Regions from separate parts of the Sus scrofa genome. Here region 1 is linked to region 2. The links are chromatin contacts, called in public promoter capture Hi-C maps. All regions are on one chromosome and are shown on one strand. Each heading gives the region's core, a stretch centred on a gene start, on an enhancer-like site or on the middle of the called end of the contact. The rest is flanking DNA. Distances are from core to core; before and after follow the strand shown. Region 1 has its middle 74 kb from the start of MDH1. Region 2 has its middle 26 kb from the start of UGP2.

Evidence for each region. Promoter capture Hi-C pulls out the DNA fragments that hold promoters and counts their contacts.
Region 1: a promoter capture Hi-C map of liver shows a contact between it and region 2, with 5 times the contacts expected there. The contact joins two enhancer-like sites. A contact is called at or near these places in 1 of 5 promoter capture datasets (liver) and 2 of 47 Hi-C or Micro-C datasets (liver and skeletal muscle).

The regions. Positions count from the first base shown.
Region 1 is chr3:78,186,660-78,190,834 of Sscrofa11.1, reverse strand. No RefSeq gene overlaps it. Among named protein-coding and RNA genes, the nearest start is that of MDH1, 74 kb to the left of the region's middle. Within about 2 kb of position 2,329, at least 5 of the 83 cell types and tissues checked have an H3K27ac peak or open chromatin away from gene starts, as enhancers often do. A contact at or near this core is called in liver, where this site is marked.
Region 2 is chr3:78,054,874-78,058,842 of Sscrofa11.1, reverse strand. No RefSeq gene overlaps it. Among named protein-coding and RNA genes, the nearest start is that of UGP2, 26 kb to the right of the region's middle. Within about 2 kb of position 1,607, at least 5 of the 83 cell types and tissues checked have an H3K27ac peak or open chromatin away from gene starts, as enhancers often do. A contact at or near this core is called in liver, where this site is marked.

The sequences.
Region 1 (4,175 bases), core at 1,080-3,579, 130 kb before region 2:
TTATCCCATTCTTGGGCATATATCCGGACAAAACTATAATTCAAAAAGATATCTGCACCCCTATGTTCATAGTAGCATTACTCACAATAGCCAAGACATGGAAACAACCTAAATGTCAACTGACAGATGAATGGATTAAGAAGATGTGGTACATATATACAATGGAATACTACTCAGCCATAAAAACCATGAAATAATGCCATTTGCAGCAACATGGATGAACTTAGAGATTATTATACTAAGTGAGGTAAGTCAGAAAGAGAAAAACAAATACCATGTGATATCACTTATATGTGGAATCTAACATATGGCACAAGAGAACCTATCTACAAAACAGAAACAAACTCACAGACATAAAGAACACAGTAGAAAAAAATAATATTGGGGAAATAACAATAAAAAAATTAAAAAAAAAGAACAGACTTGTGGTTGCCAAGAGGAAGGGTGGAAGGGATTGGGAAGGACTAAGAGTTTTGGGTTAGTAAATGCAAATTATTACATTTAGAATGGATAACCAGTAAGGCCCTACTGTATTACATGGGGAACTATAGTCAATCTCTTGGGATAGACTATGATGGAAAACAATATGTTAAAATAATGTATATATATGTATGACTGAGTCACTTTGCTGTAGAGCATAAATTGGCACAACATTGTACATCAACCATATTTAATAAAAAAACAAACAAATGCTAAAAGAAAAAGGAAAAAAACTGCTGAAGATGGTACATGCTAGTATACTAAAAATGCTTAATAAAAATATTAGTGTACCAAATTACCAATTACAGTAAATTAGTAATATAGGCAGGCAATAGAAAGGATGGCTTTGAACCAGAATAGGCAGATATCAATTAATGAAGGTGGTGGGTTTGGGGCTGGGCATGTCATTGGTGGGAAGATTTGAGTGGGCAGGGAGGAGGTGGTATTCTGGCAGCTCCAGGGTACAGAGCCAATAAAGAGACCTGATCAGAAATAACCCAAGGCAAATGGGGGTTGTGGAAGACAAAGTTGGAAAAGTAGGTGGGGACGAACTTTGGAGACTTTTGTTACAGGAATGTCAAGGACTCCAAGGGTAAGTAGTTGGTCAGTAATTGGTAACAACCCAGCACGTTACTGGAGCTTTCTTAGCTCCTAAAGGTTACAACTGCATTTGCAGTAGAACGCTTAGAGTTGAAAAAATTATTCCAAATGTTAAAGATGCTGCAATTGTATACATCATTTATTGATTAATAAATCTTGCAGCAATGCTTATGAAGTGTCCTGAAAAAACTAGACACAATTTATGTATTTATGCTGATACTGCTTCATAAAAATTAATACCTTTTTGCCTTATTTATGATGCTTTTATACTAATTTGTCTTTGTGTATTTTAAAATTTTCTGCACATACTGAGCCTTTATCATTCTGCTCCCACTCCACTCCTTCTCTGTCTCTCTCTCTCCCTCTGCAAAAGAAATTGGTCACAGTAAAACTCATGAACACAGGAGTAATGGATACACACACACACATATATATACACACACATATATATATATATGATTTTTGAAGTTTTGATTTTCCAAGACAAGATAACCAGTCAGTTCAATCATGTGAAAAATAAGCAGTGAAAAGTGTTGTCCAGAATTGCTTAAAATGACTAGATCAATGATTAGTGAAGTGACTCAATCAGAAATATACTTTTGCTAACCACGTTGCAGAGAACTCACTAACTTTGGAAGAGATTTGGTGGCTCGTCTTTAGCGCAAAGGTTCCAAATATGGGTTGTTGAGATACCTTATGATCTTTATTTGATGTGGATGCAACTTCCTTTTTTTCCTCCCTTTCATCTTCCCCTCAAGCATTTTAGGAGATGTACTTATTGTTTAAATGAAAGGATATCAAAATCACTGTTGACTTGAGAATTTTACTCTAAATAAAGTGAGTAATTCTCTTGGTACAAAATCACAACCTGGAAGTCTTCAGGAAAGCCGGAAATAATTTCATTTTATGACCAGTCATCTATATGAACTGAAAATGTGTCAAAGCACAAAAACTTTTGGATTTGATTCCATCTGCTGACAAAGTCTAGTTGTCGTAAATAATCTGTACGAGAATCTCTTCACCTTTAGGAGTGGAAAGTGCAATGGAATTCTGAAAACTTCTTGCATATCTACCAACTACGTAATAAGCATAGTTAAAATGTACCAGGTACATATCAGTTATCATTGTTAGAGAGAGAAAAAGGAAAAGTGACCTTTCTGAGATCAATAACAAATTGATTTTTTAAGTTTAGCCTATGAAACCTAGATAAGAAAAGGCAGGAAAACACTGATTATACTTAGGAGGGTTCAACTTCCATCTGGGCAAAGGTCACAAAGTTCTGAAAAAGAGTAACATAGAGAGGAAACAGTTCAGTAAAAAATAAGAAATGAGAACACAGGAGTGACATTTTCAGGAACACCAACCAACAGAGTTGCAGATTCAAACAACAAATGAAAGCATAAATGATTTGGGCACTATCTTACTTCCTTTGCTTCTCTTACTTTTCCTCTTTTCATTGATGTGAATGTGGAAATGAGAAATCTAAAACAATAGAATAGAGGAATGAATGAAGGAGGAATGGAGAAAGTAAAATACTAGAGCACTTATTCTCTCATTTGTTAATATTTCCTTCTAAGACTATGTATATCCTAAATACATATGATTCATTATATATCCTTTTTCACTTTCTCATTAGATCAAAGATGAGGGTTGAAGATAAAATACAAGATGACCAGTTACACTTGAGTTTCAGATAAGCAATGAATACCTTTTTTAGTATAAACATGTCCCAAATATTGCTTGGGACATACTTCTACTAAACAAATTATTTGTTCTTTATCTGAAATTTAGAATTAACTGAGAATCGTATATTTTTATTTGTTAAATCTGGTAGCCTAGGAAAGAGCCACTAGCCCTCATAGAGGTGGATCTTTTTGTGTTTAATCCAGTTTAATCAGTATATCCCACTTAAAAATGTCCTTTGGGGGGGGGGGGGCTGCACTCATGGCATGCAAAAGTTCCCGGCCAGGGATTGAACTGCCACAGCAGTGATAACGTTGGATCCTTAACCTGCTGAGCCACCAAGGAACTCCAAAAATACAACACACACGCAAAAGTACAGTTACAAGGGTACATTTCATTCAACTTTCACAAAATGAACATACCCACATAGGTCAAAACACCCAGGTCAAAACTCAGAATGTTACCAGACCCCTAGAAGCCTCCCTTGTAATCTTTTCCCTCTACTAAGACTAACTACTACCCTGAAATCTAACAGTTTAGTTTTGCCGATTTTATCACTATTTCTTCTTGGGGTTGGATGGCCTCATCCCTATATTCTAAGAAGGTATCCACCTACTTGGCAGAAATACAGACCCCTGAAACCCGGTTAAATTGACACCAGTTGATAGAAAACAGCTAAGTTTAGGGAAAAGCTTTCTTGCCTCCATATATTAAGGCAATTCTCCAGGCAAATGTATGTGTGTATAGACAGACAGACAGACAGATAGATACATTTTAAAAATCTTTTCCGTTATGGTTTATGATAGGATATTGAATATAGTTCCCTGTGATATACTGTAGGACCTTGTTGTTTATCCATATTCTATGTGTATTAACTTATGTCTATTAATGCCAATACCCCTTCATCTCTCCCCCAACTTCTCCTCCTTGGCCAAAACAAGTCTGTTCTTTTTCTTTCTTTCTTTTTTTTTTTTTTTTTTTAGGGCTGCATCTGCAGCATATGGATGTTCCCAGTCGAGGGGCTGAATCAGAGCCATAGCTGCAGGACTATGCCGCAGCCACAGGAAGGTTGGATCTGAGCTGCATTTGCAACTTACACCAGAGTTCACAGCAACACCAGATCCTTAACCCACTGAGCAAGGCCAGGGATTGAACCTGCGTTCCCATGGATACTGGTTGGGTTTGTTACCACTAAGTCACGACAGGAACGCCCATAAATCTGTTCTTAATGTCTGCAATTCTATTTCTGCCTATCTCATTGGGCCACAACTGGAATTCCTAGCATCATTTTTAATGATGGCCATTCTGACTGGTATGAGATGTTTTGATCTGCATTTCTCTAATAATTAGCAATGTTGTAATTAGCACTTTTCATGTGCCTGTTGGCTACCTGCATGTTTTCTTTGGAGAAA
Region 2 (3,969 bases), core at 358-2,857:
GTCAGGAACATGTATTCTAGTCATTTTCTTCCTAGAAACTCCTGTGAGAATTAAAGGAGATAAAAAAGCACAGCACTTGGGACATTAAGCGCCCTCAATAAATGTTACCTGCTATTGTTATGACTTCAACTTTTTTCAGGTGGATGGTTGGAAAGATGGCTGCAATATAATAGAGCATACAGAATGAGCAGGTTTATTAGGAAGGTGATTACCTTCATTAGCTTCAATTTAATTTTTGTATTTTCAGGATTATAAATGTTGATATCATGGCTCTAAAGTTAAAATTGAGGAATTTTATGAAACAGAGTTAACAAGTTATATGAGACAGAGGAGACTGCAAAGTTACTGGTGCTTCTTTTGGGAAATGAAGATGCGACCAGGTTTGAGACCTAACTAGAGGCTATTCCAAATGCCAGCATCTGGCTAGCTTATAGAGACTAGGTTTTTAAGAGCAGACAGGAAGCACATGATAAGCTTGTGATATGCTTTGGCAGAAAGTCTTGACAAACCTTTCTCATTCTTTAAACACGTGGTTTCAAAGTTTCTAAACAAAGTTTGGTCTGAACCTTGACTTTGCTTTCCGTGGGCCTTGAGTGAGCAGATTTCACAACGCTTCATTAAATATGTCAGGGTTTTGCTTTCTGCAAAAAACATGTGTTCTTTTCAGGCGAGAGTTTCTTTTTTGGCACATTCCTATACTTTAATATTTGCATTTCAGCTATCCATTCCAATATTATTTCCAAGCTTTGTATACTTCCAAATTACCCTGAGACATTCATATAATCCTATGAATTATACAGACCTCCTTAAAGTAAAAAACACTATGTACTTTTTAAAAATAATATATAAATAACTGAAATTTTTTAAAAATTACATAACATTTATAAAATTTTAGCAACCATTCTTGTATTTTTTTTTAAGGTCAAATTATGAACCTATAACTTAAGAAAATCTACATAGTTGATATTCTTAAAAGTAAAATGCAATTATTAAACTCATTCCTTATGATTCAGTCAAATTCAATTCAACATTTATTTATTTGACAGTTAGGTGCAGGGACATAGAAGTGAATAAATGATGAGATCTTTGTCCTTAAGGAGTTCATGGTCTTTTTGACCATGTGTTTCTTTCCATGTCTCTCTCCTCCACTTGTCTATGATTGTGGAGAAGGGGAGAAGGGGACTGGAGGAGAAGGGGACTGGAGGAGAAGGGGACTGACTGCCAGGCAGTCTGAACTCGGAAGTCTGTCACTAATGAAGTGAACTTTGAGTTGGTATTTGAAGGATACTAAGAATTGGGATGGAGAAGCAGGGAGAGCAGGGCAGGAATTTCTAAATGGGATTAAGGGATAAGTGCAAAAGCACTGACATGAGAAATAACTTTTTGAGACTGACAAGCACCTCTCTGTGGCTGCAGCTCCTGTACACATTTTAAGAGGGGTGCAAATGAAGATAAAAAGAGCCAGGGCAGATGGTTAAAGGCTGTTTTTCTGTTCTAAAAGGTTTTGATTTTATCTGTAGTTAACTGGGAACCATGAAAACTTTGTAAGCAGCAGAGTTAAATCAGGTTTGTGTTCTGGCAATAGCTGCAGGGTCAACAGGACAGACAGTGAACCATAAATTATCTAGACAAAAAGTCATGTTAGGATTAGGTCACACCAGCCCTCAGGAGGCAGAACTCTATCTATTGTTGTTTCTAAATGTTTGATTTGACAATAGCCCTAAACTGTTTTTAACTGTTATGTTATACAAAATAGAACAATTGTCAAAAATGAACTAAAACTAAAGGCCCTATCCATTGGGCTTAATGTTCAAAATAAAAGTGCAAAATCAAGGACACCAAAGGATTTCAGAAAAAAATACACACACACACACACACAGCCCAGATATGAGTTCAAGAGTAAAGACAGGTGTATTTCTTTGGTGTCCAGTAAAATCCTTCTCAGCAGCTTAATAATTAACATAAGTTAAAAATTTGAATCATCTTTGTGTGAGGACAGAGGGAATATGATTGCTGAGATATACAGTGGGACAATTAGACATTTCATTAAAAGAAGTTGAAAAAAGAGTTGGGGTCTGTGAATCAATAATTTGATCTTTAAAAGGAAAAATATGGGAAGCAATATTAATAGTTACATATAAAAGGTGTTGATTTACATAGCACATGAAAATGTTTAGAATGATAATTTTTACACAATAAAGTCATGGGAGATGCTAACAAAGCACTGGATAATATGCCACTTAATGAAGAAAAATATGTTTTATTACACAACAGTAAAAAACTGACATAAAACACCAACATAACAAAAATCTGAAAGGCAAACCAAACTGTACAAATATTTGTGACAATTACTACAATACAAAAAGCTCACATACACTCATTAAAAAAATTTTAAGATCTTAATAAATAGTCAAGAGAAATTAATTATATATGTGTGTGTATATATAGATATATATATACACACACATATATATACATTTTGCTTTTTAGGGCTGCACATGTGACATATGGAAATTCCCAGGCTAGGAGTCAAATTGGAGCTACAGCTGCCAGCCTGTGCCACAAGCCTCAGCAAAACTAAATCCGAGCCACATCTGCTACCTACACCACAGTTCAGGGCAACACCAGATCCTTAACAAATTGAGCAAGGCCAGGGATCCAACCCGCATCCTCATGGATACTAGTCAGTGCTGAGTCACAAGGGGAACTCCCTTTTTTAATACTTTTTTTTCTTTTTAGGGGAGAAATTAATTTTTTATTTACAAAAGAAGGAATAAATGACTTAGAAACATTTGAAAAAATTCAGCTCACTAATAAACAGTGATTAATAGATTTAACTTTTTTTTTTTTGCTATTTGCAGAGTTTTTCTCTTCCACCTTGTTTTGTCTTTTAATATGCATAACCATTATCGTCTAGACTACTGTACCATGAAAGGGGCACTCCCTGCCTTGTTAGTGTATGACATTTGGCAATACATATTAAAATGCTCGTAACTTTTGATTCAGCATTTTGGGGACACTTTGTTAAGTGAAAAAATATTAATTTAGCTTTTTGTTTAATTTATGTTTAATGTAGCTTTTTGTTGTTGTTGTTCAAACATCAGGAGTCCTATTCAAGCTCCATAGGATAATGTTGGGTTTAGGGTTAGAATCCAGGGGACCTGGAAAGCACCTGGAACCAAAGAAATTCTAGGGATCAGCTGCTCTCATCTTTCTCTCATGGCATCTCAGATTCTCTCGGCAAGTCTGTCCCACTCTCCTCTTTCTGCTGACTAGCTTCTTGCTTATCCACAGCTTGTGATTATACACATGCTCATTGTGGGTTAGTGGGGGGTTCTGTTCATCATCACTAAGGAATCCGGGGCACTGGAGACTCCTCGGTAGTGTGCTGCTTTGATCACTGTGGCAGAGGGAAGGAAACATGGAAAACTGTGCACCCCCCTAGAAGTGATAATATATTACTGCCGTTCTCATTTCACTGGCCAAAGCAAAGCTCGTGGCCACAACCAACTCCAAAGTGGGCCAGGAAGAGAACTGAAATATCTGTGAACAGTCCTTGTGATTTCCTCATCAACATGTTTGTATGCTCACAATCTTCTCATGAGTGAAAATTAAATTGAAAATTATGGTCCTACATTTTTCTTTTTAAAAAATTTTTAAAATTTAAGACATGTCAGTACATTTACTGACATAAAATTGTACAAAGGAGCACAAATCCACAACATACATGCAGGATGCTCAGTTAAAAGGCAGTTAAATATTCAGGCATCAGTGTGGCAAATTCTCCTTTGAGGCAAAACAGTCAATTATGCAACAAAAACAATAGACTAATAAGCAAGTAAATGTGCTGTCACAATATTGTGTCTCATCATAAGTATTTTAAGCAATCTTTGTAACTTTTGTTCCTTCTTCCTTAACCTTTATATTTATGATAATTAGTTCTACTAATAGACATGCTTAGTGGTTTAA